2 separate regions of the Mus musculus genome follow, and region 2 is linked to region 1. Evidence: chromatin contacts called from public HiChIP or PLAC-seq data. All regions are on one chromosome and are shown on one strand. The core of a region is the stretch at or near the end of the contact, and the rest is flanking DNA. Distances in the headings are between cores, read along the strand shown.

What was found. HiChIP or PLAC-seq counts read pairs in DNA pulled down with a chosen protein or histone mark.
Region 2: an H3K27ac HiChIP or PLAC-seq map of VIP interneurons shows a contact between it and region 1, with 5 times the contacts expected there. The contact joins two enhancer-like sites. A contact is called at or near these places in 4 of 15 datasets of contacts at CTCF or cohesin (CD8 T cells, the NIH/3T3 cell line, large pre-B cells and 1 more), 46 of 484 Hi-C or Micro-C datasets (B cells, the C10 cell line, CD4 T cells and 29 more), 8 of 115 datasets of contacts at active chromatin or transcription factors (DN3 thymocytes, T-cell acute lymphoblastic leukemia, Th17 cells and 5 more) and 1 of 9 other capture datasets (embryonic stem cells).

What each region holds. Positions count from the first base shown.
Region 1 is chr1:38,259,363-38,266,469 of GRCm38.p6, forward strand. All of the region lies in intron 9 of Aff3 (AF4/FMR2 family, member 3), which reads right to left. Among named protein-coding and RNA genes, the nearest start is that of Gm16150, 44 kb to the left of the region's middle. Within about 2 kb of position 4,244, at least 75 of the 459 cell types and tissues checked have an H3K27ac peak or open chromatin away from gene starts, as enhancers often do. A contact at or near this core is called in VIP interneurons and stem cell-derived motor neurons, where this site is marked.
Region 2 is chr1:38,784,314-38,791,420 of GRCm38.p6, forward strand. No RefSeq gene overlaps it. Among named protein-coding and RNA genes, the nearest start is that of Lonrf2, 49 kb to the right of the region's middle. Within about 2 kb of position 3,323, at least 13 of the 459 cell types and tissues checked have an H3K27ac peak or open chromatin away from gene starts, as enhancers often do. A contact at or near this core is called in VIP interneurons and stem cell-derived motor neurons, where this site is marked.

The DNA of each region.
Region 1 (7,107 bases), core at 2,994-5,493:
ACACACACACACACATACACACACACACACACACACACACACACACACACACACACACGGTCACAGTGGTGTGATCTGTCAACACGTGCATAATGTTAATGGTCAGATCAGGGTAATGGAATCTTCTCGATCTCAAACATTTATCATTTCCTATCATCAGGGATATTCAAAACCTTTACTAGCCAATTTGAAATATGTGAGTAACTGCTGTCACGCATAGTCAGCCCCCTTTACTGTGCTGGGGAACATCTGAAGTCATTGGGCTTGTCCAAGTGCACCCTAATCCCATGTCCTGCCATCTTTCCACCCTTCCCCCCACAGTCTTCCTACCTACTGGACTCTGGTGCAATGACTCCCTGAGGCTCTCTTTGCTCTAGCAGGCAGGCACTAGGATGAGTCATTTCTCACTCTGTGACTTTCCAAGTGCCTCCAGAGCTATTACAAAGGTCCCCTTTGCTACCTTAGTAAGATGCTTTGGTGGAATTTCCTTAAGTTCCCACTGGGCTTGGTGGGTGGTCGGTAACTGTGAACGCAGACTCTACACATGTTACTTTGTTTTTATATGAAGACCACACAAGGAAAGCGAAATAAATATCTCGGTAGCTTTGTTTTAACTGAAATCTGTGACTGAAGACCCCATATCTGAGTCTGGCTTTACATCTCATCCAAACGTTTCTACTAAAAATTACCCAAGGTTTGAAGGTAAAAATAGCCTTGTGCCAGTCAGGCAGACTATCCCACTTGTACTTCCTAAACCGATTACGCAAGAGGAAGCAGAAACAACCCCAAGCTTGTTATTAGTATCTGGATGTTCACTGGCTATATGAACACAGCTCCACAACCGTGGTGTGCAAGCACACACTCTTCTTACAACTGCCTTGAACCTTTAAAAGCGAAGCCTAACTTGAAGAAAGATAAACCCAGAGACAGTGCTGACCCAACCTCCCCAGGGGAAGTCTGGCCTACAGGACCTCCTGCGATTCAGTTGTGGCAATGATTGTACAAAACACCAAATAGGAGGCTTTTCTATCAAATACTATAAAACGTGAGTTTAGGACCAGGAATTAAAATTTTTTTTCTCTTTCTCACCCGGTAAGACTTTTATGCAAACGTTTTAACCATTTTCACTCAGTGAGAAATTTGTTTACACCAAGGTCTAATGCTCTGATATTCTAGACATTTGATAGCCTCGAGCAGCGACGCTTTTCTGCTTCGGGCAGGAGCCACTCTCCCCTTCCTCCTTCATGTCTTATAAGGCAATTCTAATTGAATAAGACTGGGAGGTCAGACCTAGCCAATGGGGAAAAGACACAGTCAACACCTGAGACACCTTTTCGGTCTCAGGGTGTGTTTGTGTCCTTCCAAGCAGATCTTCTTAGCAAGAGTGAAGATTGTTATTTCCAGACACTTCAGTTGGAATGCCGGTGTCTTTCTTTGCTATCCCAAACATATTTCTAACAATTTGGGGGCTCTGTCTGGGAACCTACCTCACCTGAGGGTGTGCCTTGAAACCAGTTTTAACAACTGTCTGATCTGTTTCTTAGAGACGGTTTTGTTCCATTCAGCATAACTTGTGGGATACAGAGCTGTTCTGGATAGAACTGGAGAGGGCCAAGGACCCTTGAATGGTTTGCTCTATGCTTCTCCAGGCTGAGAGTCTCCTGAGAAGAGCCATGTTTACAAGGTAACTAGTTGCACATACACGGGGAAAAATTAGGATCACAAAAATAAGAACAAAACTTTGCAAAAGCTTATCTGGACGTCATCCTCAGGGGGAGAGACATGATAGCACACACCGACCAAGGACACTCTAAACGCTGACACTTCCTGAGAAACTAATGAAGAAAACAAACAACCCCCCCAAACTCCACATCATCAGAGTCACAGGACAGAGGGTCACCCCTCCCAGTTAAAGGAATGTTCTCTGGAGAGGGGAATCCACTTTCCTTGCCAACTGACAGTCCTGCTGAAAGTTAGGTCAGAGAAGACTGGTCCATCGGCTCTGTCTCTCTGAGTTCCCGAAATGGAGGATCCAGGAGGGTGGTACTGACATCTGATATTAACAAAACCTTGCCTTAGTTAAAAAAAAAAAAGCTCCTTGTGTGAACTATACTATTTTAGCAAAGATCATGGTTTCCTGTCTGTGTTAATCATTTTTTTCTTATATTCATCGGACCATCTTTTAATTTTTATACAATTTATATAAATCTCTCACTTTTCAGATTTCTGTTTGCCAACATATATTCTCCAGCTTAGGCTTACACAAACCTCACCTGAGCTCCAAAGCCTCTAAACATCAGGGAACAGCACACGGGGCTTCACACATTTGTGGACAGTGACGTTTAAGTCACCCATATCAGTTTTGGAAATTACGGCTGATTAGATGGAAAGAGAAGAATTTGACTCCCCCTCTCCACCCCCCACACGTGGCTTTTGTAAATGTTTATATGAGATGAGAATAAAATTTTGTTTGTAAGGTGGAATTAGGGCTGATAACCAAGGCCACCCTCCTGCTGAGCTGATAGTGACTGACAGTTCAGATGTGCGCTCACTCCTAGACAGGCTCAACAAAGCTCTGAGAGGCAAGTGTCTCCAATTGTAGTTATTGTGTTTCCATTCAGAAGGGAAACTAACTATCAAATTGAGCACTCAGGTATATGATTACAAGGCTAGAAACAAAACCAAATGCAAGCCACTATTCTTTCATCGCCTGTGTTCCTGCTGCGTTCAAAATATGTAATATGTAGGTTTTTGTTTTTGTTTTTTGCATAGTTCTTCGAAAATGAGGTACTTTCTGGCACTGAAAATTTACTTAAAGTTTTTGTGGTTAAATTATCATAACAAATATTACTAATGTGTAACTCATCTTAAGCAATTTGCCAGCAGCTTGCATGGGTCTGTGGAGCTTAGTAGGTATTTAAGACTATTCTGAGAATGATTTATGCAAAAATTGCATAGCTCTTGTTTGGATACAAATAACATCTCTTATACAGTTCATTTCTCATGAAAGAGAAACTTGATTTTGGAGCTGCGCCCCCCAAACCTGGTCCTGATTACTGCTTCAACTCCTGTTTATATAATTCTACACAGTTTTGGCAGGATTCAAGAGCACATACCAGGGTGTTGGCTTTTATGAATCTCCCGAGATGCGAATGTCACGCTGACTGGATGAACTCTGGCCACAGATCCCAGACATGCACAATGACTCTATTTATTCCGACTTGGCTGCCTGGATGCAGATTGACTCTGTGTGTAATAAATTTTCACAGCCCCAAGAACCTCCACATCAACCAAGCCAAGGCTGAGAAGACAAACACACCTAGTGGAACTGGGCTGCGTTTCACCCAGTTATTCTGTCAGAGCTCACTGATGGGTGACATGCGCTGTCAATGCCTTTAAGGTTTTTCCCTTCTGGTGTTCTCAAAACCCTGCTCTCTGTTACAAAGTTGCCATATTAAACAAAACAAGGGTTGGGGGGAGATGGACAGAAATCTGCTTTTAATAGTTTACCCCACACTGCTATGAGTCCTCAGAGGCCTCTACGGGACAGGGCTGAGAACTGTGACTAGTTGTTTGCCACTTCAACAGAGACCACATGAAACGCAATGGCTCTTGTCTCATCCGGCACTCAGCGGGGACTCACCTGTAGTCTGGACATACTAGAGGCATGAGGTTTTAGCTTCTCCCTGACAGACAAGATTATTACTCTCTGCATTATAAATAAGAAAATAATTGCCTCTTTAGCTTGCAGATTTATGTTAATGACACAGATATCTATTAAATTAATTGTACGCTCTCCAAATATTGATTGGGGATTAAAAGGTAACTTTCCTTCATTGTGTTGAGAAATCAATTAGGCCAATAGAGAAATTCCCCTCTACAGATTAAATCCAATGATCACTGCCTGTAAAGTTAAAACAGTCAGTTTAAGTGGATAAACTACACCCATTTAAAGAGAAAAATGCACTTATATAATTAAAACGAAAAGGCTGCCCAGTCTGTGTGGATAATGTGATTACTCGGAGCTGCAGGCAGACATCGCCGTTCAGTGTGGATGGCTGCTCCCTCGATAGCTGTCCCTGAGCTACGGATTTGTCATGGTGCTTGCAGCTGACACTGTCTCAGCTACAGCTTGCCAAAAGTCTCCAGCATTTGTCCTTTTCCTCTTGCCTCAGCTGTGATGACTCTACCTAGAAATTTGCTCAGTCTCACTTCCTAAACCGTCCCAGACTCAAGAGGGTGAGATGGCCACTTTGACTAAATGGTCAGACACCCGTGTGTGTTCCTCCTCCCCCCACACCCATCAGGCTGACGGTGCCTCCACATATTGTTTCACCCAGTTTCCTTCACATTTTCCCAGGGAACAACTAAACATTGGAATCTGTGACATACACATCCAAACAAGAAATGTCGTTCTCTGGTCTGCTCGAACCTCACCGAGTGGAAGCAGTCTGATGACAGCTTGCTTTCATTTCAAAGGTGTCACAACCAACTTATCAAGTAAACAGAAGTACAATTCTGGTGCCTTTGCGAGGGGACAGTGAGGAGATCCGGTCTCTCGGCTTCGGGGACTCCAGCCTGAGATGGCTTACAGAACTTACATTCTAATAGTGCTCGGCATGATGAGTGTGTAAGGAATGGTGTAGAGTCCTCAGCGAGTCAAGGCTATATGTGAATGTATGGTTGCTTTATGATATTGAGCCTTATACTTTTTTTCCTGTCATTCATTCAATGTTTGGGATTTAGTAATGGGCAACAAAGGCAGGACAAAGATCATCTCAGCTTCTGGACACTAGTAGGAACTGTAGGAACGGGTCTCAATTTAAGACAGCGCCCTGTGATTATTTATGCATCTGTTCAACAGACAGAGTGTCTACTGAGCCAGCCAGTCTCTGTCCTCAGGGATCTTCCAGCTTTGTTTATAGGAGCAGTTACCGTTAAAAGTGAATACATACAGTATAGTTGAAATTAGGGTGAGGTCCAGGAGAAAGAGTAATATTACTGAGCAAAAGGACATTCCAGAGTCTCTCTGAGGACGTGAAATGATGCTGTACCTTCGGGATGCACTGGTGTCAACCAGGCAAGACACACAGCAGAAGCCTTTGGATGCTCTGCGGCAGCTGGGCATGGCTTGTTGGAGGAGCTGAAGGAGGGCCCACGAATGCGGAAGTGCTGGGAAGTTGGGAGAGAAGGGGAGGCATGAACAAGGCCAGACTGCAGGTTAGTGGGGGCCATGCTGGGACCCCTGCATTTCTTTCCAGGTGGGAGAGGAAATTCATTTCAGATTTTAGATTAAAAAAAAAATGATTTGGGAGCCAGAGAGCTAGCTGGGTTAAGAGCACTTGCTGTTCTTGTACAGGACCAGTGTTTGGTTCCCAGCACACATACTGGGCAGCATGCAAGTGCCTGCTAACTCCAGTTCTAGGGGATATGATGCCCCTCCTGGCCTCGTCAGGTACTGCATGCATGAAGTGCACATATAAGCATCGAGATACACACATAAATGAAACTTCAAAAAAAAAAAGTAATGATTTGATCTGATGTACATTTTTAAAAGATCACTGAGGACAAACTATATTATAGATGTCAGAGAACAAGGTGACAGTTCCCACAAGCTGGTTTAAACTACTCAGGATGGGAAGGGGTTGATGTACTAATATTTAATTTTGGAAGTTAAATTTATAGAAGGCAGAGAAGAAAAGAGTGTTTGAATGAGGAACGAGGTGTTATCAAGACTGGATCCTGTGGGTTTAGGCTTGAACAGTGGGCATCTGGGCATGCTAGGTCTGAAAAAGGGAACAACCACAAGACAAACATATTTGAGTAACAGGGGGTGGCAGAACCCAGAAGTTCAGTTTGGCATGGCTTGAGTTTGGAATGTTTGTGAGACAATCAAATAGAAAACTTAAGTATGTCTGTATTTTGGTAGAGTGCTTTGAGTTGAGACTGCATAGAAGTTGCCATTATAGAAAAACTGAAGGTCTCTGGGGGTGGGGAGGGGACATGAGGATGCCCAAAGACAAGAACTAGAAAGTAAAAAGTAGGAAGGAATCCTTTCAGACTCTAATACCTGGTGGAGACTGAGCACTTGGCAAAACACTAGAAGGAGCATGGTGGGGGGAGAGGGAAGGGGCACAGGTGAGGGGGGAGAGGTACAGGTGAGATGGTGAAGGGCACAGGTTGGGGGAGGGGAACAGGTAAGTGGGGGAGGGGTACAGGTGAAAGGGTGAAGGACACAGGTGAGGGGGAAGGGAGGAGCACAGGCAAGGGGCAGGGAAAGGCATTGGTGAGGTGGGGAGGGGCACAGGTGAGGGAGAGGGGCACACTGCAATGTCACTTTTCTGGTAAGGCAAGGGATGAAGAGACAGGTATTTGGGTATTTGGGTACTGGTGGTTTCTGAGTAGCAGAATGTGATGCGAGAGTCATCCTTAGGGGAAAGGCAGAACAAAGAACGAGTTCCAAAGCTGCAGAGGAAATGGGACAAACTTTTGATAGGACTGGCAGCACGCTCTTGTGACAGGAGGGAAGGAGGTCAACCCAGGAGGAAGATGAGACCAGATGTAGCAGGCAGATGAGGTCAGCCACGGGGCTCAGCATGGAGATGAGGAACTACAGGACAGGACTCGGCTCTTTCCCAACCTTAGGAGCACTGAGCACCTGAGCAGCTGAGGGATGACAAGCGTCACAAGTCTGAGGTCTGTCTGGGCTACTGTGGGACACTCTTACGCACTGCCACAGAACCCCAGATGTTAGAGTTAGATTCCATGTTTGTCAAGTTTTCGACGGAAGTAACTATAGGCTATTAATGGAGAAGAAGCATAAGACGGCAGTGTCTATACAACGCAATACAAATGCCTCCATCAAAGGCTGTATAAAGTGATGAGCATGTGTGTGTGTGTGTGTACATGTGTGTGAGTGAATACATATTCATGCATGTATGTTTGTATGTGTGTGCGTGTGCACACTTGTGCATATGTGTATGTGTGTACACCTGTGTGTGTGCACATGTGTGTGTATGTGTGCACTCGTGCGTGTGCTTGTGTGCATGTGTGTATGAGCATGTGTGTGTGTATTCATATATTTGTATGCCTGTGCATTCATGTGTG
Region 2 (7,107 bases), core at 2,073-4,572, 520 kb after region 1:
CATGACGTGCTGTTGTAATGGCAGTTGGTTTCCTCAGAATTGAACCATTTCCTTCAGGAGGGAGCAGGGAGGCTCTAGATGCAAAGGGCAACAGGTCTGGGCAAATAAAACATGGACGTCTCAGGAGGCCCCACCAGGGCTGTATAAAAAGACATAAACAACTGCTGGGAGCGAGGTTCTGACCATGAGCTAAAGGGCAGAGCCTTCTCTGACTGTCTAGCTGCCCGAGTGGTGCAGAGCTCCAGGGGCCTAGTTCTCATGAATGGCCACCATGTTGGGGTGGTTTCTCCGTGAGGCTGCTGCTTCTCAGTTAGCTCTGCTACTTGTAGTAGCTCTGCTACTTGTTGGTAGTCACCCCCCCTCCCCAGCCCCACTCCTGGCAATGACCACTGGCGCACCAAGTTGGACGTTGGTACTATCATTCCTTTGGTCTCTTGTGGGCTCTCTTTCTGGTTTGAGTAGATGGGTGTGTGCCCTGGGAAGAGACCGTCATGCTGCAGGTGTCCCAATGAAATGACAAAGTGACCACCTGTCCAAGGCAGAGTGTGGTACAAACTCTAGCGCTGTGCTCATCACTGTTGAGGGTGTAAGAATAAGGAGGTGGCCAAAAGTCCAGAGCAGATGACCTCGAAGGGACGTGGCTTGCTCTAGTAGAGCTGGCAACCTCATTAGCCCTGCCTAAGACCAGCTGGGTACCCCATGCCGTGTCATCAAGGGTGACCATGTAGGGAGCTTCCACAGCAGAGGCTTGGAACTCAGATCTCGGAAATTTGCAAACACCACAGATTCCCACCAACTCTTTCTCAGTGAACTGAGGGAAAATGAAATGTCCTCATGGGTGGAAGGTGCCTGGGACAACTGTTCAAGGTCAGAGTCTGTCCTTCCTAGGGTGCGTGCACCAGACAGGTTTGCTGCTCCTCCGATCTGAGCCAGTGCACCACTCCCTTCAATCTGCCCTAGGCTCTGCTGCCACAGGCTCCATGACAGAAGGCTCCGATGGTGGCTGTGGCCTGGCAGAGCCCACAGGAGGTGGCAGTCAATACCCATAACCAAACTCCCTAACTTTGGGCAAGACCAGCCGTGCTGTGGGGTAGGGGTTGCTCTCAGAGGTCTGCTCCAAGCAGCCCCAGGACTAGAACTGCCCATTTTCTCCAGGAAGATAGTCTCAGACCAAGACCTCAAAGTATCAGAGGGCTGGAGGCTGGGGTGGGCCGAGGGCTGCCCAACCGCAGGCCTCTGGAGTATAGAGCCATAGAAAGACGGATGCTGTGGCTTCCTGTGATCAAAGAGGCACCCATATCATACCCAAATTCACAGCAACCCCAGAAGGAATGGGACATTTCTCCCAAGTCACAGAGAGGCAAAGATGCTCCAATGTGGCTCCCAAGTGTGGCCACTAAGCCTGTCTTTCAACTCACCTTCACAGACTGTATAAACCTCAGACTTAAGGGAGAATGCTCGCTCAGTAGACATGATAATCCAGATATCTTAAGAGGTATATATCTGCTCAGCCTTAAAGAACTAAAGGATCCTCTTCCTTTGGAGCACTGTAAAACCCTAGGAGCTGGGGTGATGTTAGCCCAGGGCAAGGTTGCCTGGGGTGGGTAAAAGGCTGGCCCCCTCTATCCCCAATGTACGAATGTAGGCAAGGCTGCCTAACTCTCCCAGACTCCATGCCACCCTTCCTCTGTGAAGTGCAACAATAATTGGAAATCCCACAGGCTTCTGAACAGGCCACACATGCCAGCTGCTGTGGCTTGTCCTGGCTGTCCCCATTATTGCTGCCCCTTTGATAATGGCTTAATCAATGGCAGCCATTATCATCAGCTATACACTCCCATCTTCATTATCTGGAGCTGTCTTGGCCTATGGTGCGCATTCTTCTGTTTTTAGCAGTTCCTAAGAAAGCTTGCACTTTAAGGGAGAAGGCTGAGAAGAGCCACATTCATTTTCTGTGGACCAGCGGGAATTATGCCTGGTTAACCTGTGGCTATCCCACAGCTAGATGATGTGATGGGAGAGCAGAGAGGATGGGAGAGGGGGGTGGGGAAGGTAGCCTCGGGGATGCTAAGGATCAAAGGGCCACTGTAAGAAGGGTGACCCTGGTAGGACCCTGGTGGACCCCTTCCTTTACGGCAGTGCGTCTCAGCCTCTGAAACACATTGTGTCAGCACTAGCTGGCTGGTCTCCATCCCTGACCTTGTGATGAAGTTGTGAAAGGGGCCCATGTGAATCCCTGGATGATGCCAGGCTGCTGGTGTGGGGCCCAGGCTTTGAGAGACTGCTTTAGTGCCAAGCCCAGTAATTCATCAAACGAAATCACTGGCGGGCAAAAATGAAGCCAATGAACGTGAGCTGTTCATGAGCTGAACAGGAAGCAATGACATCAGAGTTGGGGTAGGGGCGGCTCTGCTGGACACCCCCAAGGCACAGTTCCAAACCAAATGGAAATTCTCCTTTGGCTTTAGACCAAGCACCAAAGAACAGTAATTCCAGACCTCATGGGATGTATCCTCAAAGACTAGGTTAGCACCACCCAGCATTCAAGGCCGTGCTTCAGTGAGCTCCTGGGGTCCCCACACTGTGGAGGTGTGGGCCTCTCTGACTCTCACTGGGTTTAGTTTCTCAGAAGCTCCACTCCTATGCCCACATCTCACCTGAGAAGGAGGCTGAGATCTCCCAAGGACTTGGTGGTCCTTCTGCCCCTGCCTTCCCTAGGCTACTCTGAGCCTCTCTTCCCTGTCTTCTTCCCATAGTCTCAAAAGCAGATTGCTCACCCCATGTTTTACCTGATAGGTATCGTATGCATTGACTCCAAACCAAGGTGTATGTTATAATCTCTAGTGTGTAAATTAGGCAAGCAAGGATCTGGATTCCAGGCAGCTCATTCAAGGTTGCTCAGCTAAAAGGATGGTTCATTGACACCATCTCCAGCTGATCGAGCCAGAAACTGATTTACCACCCAGGTTTCCCTATTCCTTGGCTTTTACCTTGATTTATTGGATAATCATTTCCTTCCAGAGAGAGGCTCAGTAGCTTTCCCGGAGCTGTGAGCCAATGTGGAAGGTATGGGAATTTTAGTCATTAGACTAGATGACATTCGTCATTAGAATAGAGTAACGCTTCAGAGGGTTGCCTCCTGGTTCAAAGTCCACCATGTTGAGGCCCTCCTCTTCTAACAGCAGAGGTGGACTTGACCATAGACGCTCATCTTTGCAGGAAAGAGAAGGTCTCATCTCTTCCATAGCCAGTTAGCTGGTTCCCAGTCTGAACCAGTCCAGACAGACATCGCAGCTGACGTTCCTTCTTTCCTGAGAGTACAGTGACCCCATGTGGCTATTGCCAGGCACAGCAACTTACAGAGTGTGACAGCTATTTCTTCCCTACAAAGCTGTGTTGAGCCTGTAGGACAGTGTCTCCCTGGCATGCAACTGTGAGGCCCAGTGTGGTCTGAGCACATCCCTCCAGGCCCTGCTGAGGGGATGTAAACGTCGTGCTTGGGGATGGCTGACCTTCAATTCTTTTTTTCTGCCCTGTAGGCTCTCACTCCCAGCCCTTCACACACCCTCCCTGCATCTTAGAGACAGGTGAGATGGAGGGAACTGTTGTGTGACCTGTAGATGCAGGAGGTGGAGATGGGGGACAGAATTGGGGGGGTCTACATGTATTGTTTGAAGCTATACCCCCATTTACACATACAAGTGTAAGCACTAAGGAAGCCTCTGCTAACACCACCCAGACGAAGTGCATGGGAACAGGGAAGGATTGCATGTGGCTGCTGCGGACACTTGCTGAGCTTGGCACAGCTTAGAAAGGGTCTTTTTTCCCCCTTCCCCCACATAACGTTAAGTCCCCTGAACATAGGTAGGTGGTTTAGTGGGATCCGTTCACACCTTCTGTTTTCTGTCCCTCACTTCCCTTTCTCTGGCTATAAATAAAACCTGCCTGAGACAAGGTGTAGTGAACTCTGAACCACTTCTCCTTGGGTCTGTAGGACTCAGTTCTGAAATGGCAAATGCAATCGGTCAAGATCCCACCAGACTAGACGGCTGCGGTGTGTCCTGTAAGAGTCATATGTGTGGGTTCTTAACAGATGCTAAGACTGGCCTGTAACGTTTCTGAAACCTTCCTTGTGAGGAGGACAAGGGCTACCCCCGCCCCCCCCAAAAAAAAACCCTTTCTTTCCTTTGCTCAACTGCTGCTCTTCTCATCTCAAGGAGAAGCCCTCCTGTGGCAGATTTGTGACTGAATCTAGACAGTGTTGATTAATAATGAGCAGTCTGCCATCTTGTCTGTTTGTACAGTTGTGTCCAATATTTTAAAAATATCACTTGAGGTGGTTGAATATATATGAATCGATAGAAGATACACACACACACATGAATTGATAGAAGATATGATTTAAGGTACGTATATCATTGGCTTCCCAAGAGGACTCACCCAAGAAATCTTAAAATTTGAGATCTCCTGTAGCCCTTGTGTTAGCTGACTGACAAAGAGATTGTAGGACAGAGAACTCACAGCTAGACTCTGACATACTGTTAATTGGAGACTAAGCAGAAATAATGGCACGTTAACAATGTAGCCCACTGGGAAAATGGAGTTGTCGTTATGACCAGATCTTTCAAACTAACCTCTTCCATCAGAAGTGCAAGTCTGCCCATGTCTTCCAAGGAAGGGAATTGTCTTGGGAAGGTCTGGGCGAGCACTGTGAAGCCTTTTGTTGTGGAATCTTAGCTCAAACTTGTCATCCAAATCTTACTTGATCCAAATCTTACCTGTAGCTAGTACCCTGGTTTCTGCCCTTGCAGTGCCTCAGAATTTCCAGTAGGTGGCACAAGCTACACCTCTCTACTCATCTGTCTTCCCACTAGAACTTAATTGAAAAGATGCTCACTTCTTCCTTTTCCCCTCCTTTCTCGTCACCTGTCTCCCATCTTTCTCTTTGACCAAAAAGAAAATAACATACAAACCAACCAAACAAACAAACTCCAAAAACAAACAAACACTCAGACTTTCTGTTGATTTGGCTGTGAGGATTAATTCAAAGGGGGCCACATGCAAAAGGGAAATGCTACCTTTAAAGATCATGGGGCAGGCAAGAAATGCCACAATGAACTCTTCTGAGTGGCCACTGGCTCTTGTCAGCCATACCTGTAACTGCTTTCACTTTTCAAAATTCACCTTGTACCAGGGACACCTGGATGCTGAGCCTCCTTTGCTTTTGACTACACCAGACAACATCCAATCCCAAATCCTACCTGGTAAACAGCAGTCAAAACAGACTGGTCAGTTCCCCCTAGACACCCCTCAGACAGTCTAGAAAGGCTGACTGGCTTTTTTCTCTTGAGGACCCTGCATGAATCTCCAGCATCGATGAGCATATGTAAAGACTGGGAACCCATGTGGACTCCAGATGTTGACAAACAGTAGAGGGAGGATATATCGGTTTGCTTTTCTGTTGCTGTATTTAAATACTGACCAAAACTAACTTGAAGAGGAAAGGGTTTATTTTAGCTTACAAGTCCATACTCAAGGAAACCCTAGGCAGGAGCTCAAAGGCAGGAATCGAGAGACAGGAACAGCAGAGACAATCCGGGAGCACTGTTTACTGCTTTGCTTCCCCTCCATTTCTGATGCGGCCAGTAGGCATTGCTCAGATAGATACTAGCTTTTGTTTTCACCACAGGCTGCAGCCTGCACATTCCGCAGCTGGGAAAGATGTTACAGCTGGAGCGCACCAGATGGACTCTGGTGCGCAGAATGGTTATTAAAGCGAGCCCCTGGAACTGACACTGATGGAAGGGAAGGGGAGGCGGTGTGGGTCAAGGGAGCAGTCAAGTCACAATGCCAGGCCATCAATAAGCTCAGTCACCAGAATGATCCCTCGGTGATGGCCCGTGGCAGGCAGAGCCCAGCCTTGATAGACCCATATTGATTAGGCTCAGATGTGAGCTGTTCAGAATGCAGAATGACCACAGGCAAGGCAGCTCTCTGTGGCTCAGCCAGCTCTGCTAAAAGGAGCAGAGAGCAGGGGCTTGTATACAGGCAGCATGGGCAGCAGCCATCAAGCAGGGCTTAATCATAAGAGCCAGGAAGGTGCATTATGTGTGCTAGCTACAGTCCACCCTAAGCCCCTCTGGTTTCTCTTGCAAGATCCCTGTTGACTTATCTTCTCAGGGGAAACTTGAGGAGGATGGGGAGAGGGTACATGACTCAGCAGCAGAACAGCTTCTCAGTCACACAGGAATTCCTGTATCTGTTTTCTGGGGCCTTAGAAAAAGAAAATAGTAGAAAGGAAGTTGAATGCCAACATCTTTGGCTGTGTTGTTGTAGAGACCCAGGGCTATCATTTGTGTCTCACAGTTTGCATCTATAGGGTCTGGTCTAGCCTCGTCCTCAGCTATGCCTCAGATATCCCCAATGGCTTTCCTGAGAGGTGTGAGCCCCTCATCCTTCAGCTACACTTAGCTACAACCATCCACACTGAACAAGCGCTATCTCAGGAGTCACTTCTGTTCTGCAAGTCTTCTCTTCCTCATTGTGCTGTGTAAGGGCTGCTGGCACCCCCTTCCCCTTCCTGGCTAGACAACCACCTTTCCCATCAGGAGGACAACTGTTCCTGGTCTTCCTTAAGTGCCCATATTGAAATGGCAATGTGTGGTTCAACTGGTCTCTTGCCATGTTTTCTGACAGAAGTCTCCCTTGAGAGCCAGGCACTTTCATCTTGAAAGCATGCACCCAGGGTGACAGGAAGCAGAAATGTTCCAAGAAATTCCTGGGAGTTTGAGGCACCGCTCCTCGGTTCTCCTGAATGGGAGCAGAGTACTGTATAAAGCTGATCGACTCTAAGAGCCTCCTGCATCTCGGCGGAGAGTGGCATTCTGTCCTTGCATCTCTGAGTTGGCCCTGTGCCCTTAACAGACCTCATTGACTGTGAGCCAGGATGGTTCATGAGATGTTGTCCCCTGGTTCCAGCTGGTTCTCACACCTTTATTCTGTAAGGAAGATCTCCAGGCCTTTGACAGTGACACAGATAGCCAATGCTAGCTAGACAAGCATGCTAGGAGCACCCTGGTGGCACTTCTGAAGGGCTCTGTGGTCAGA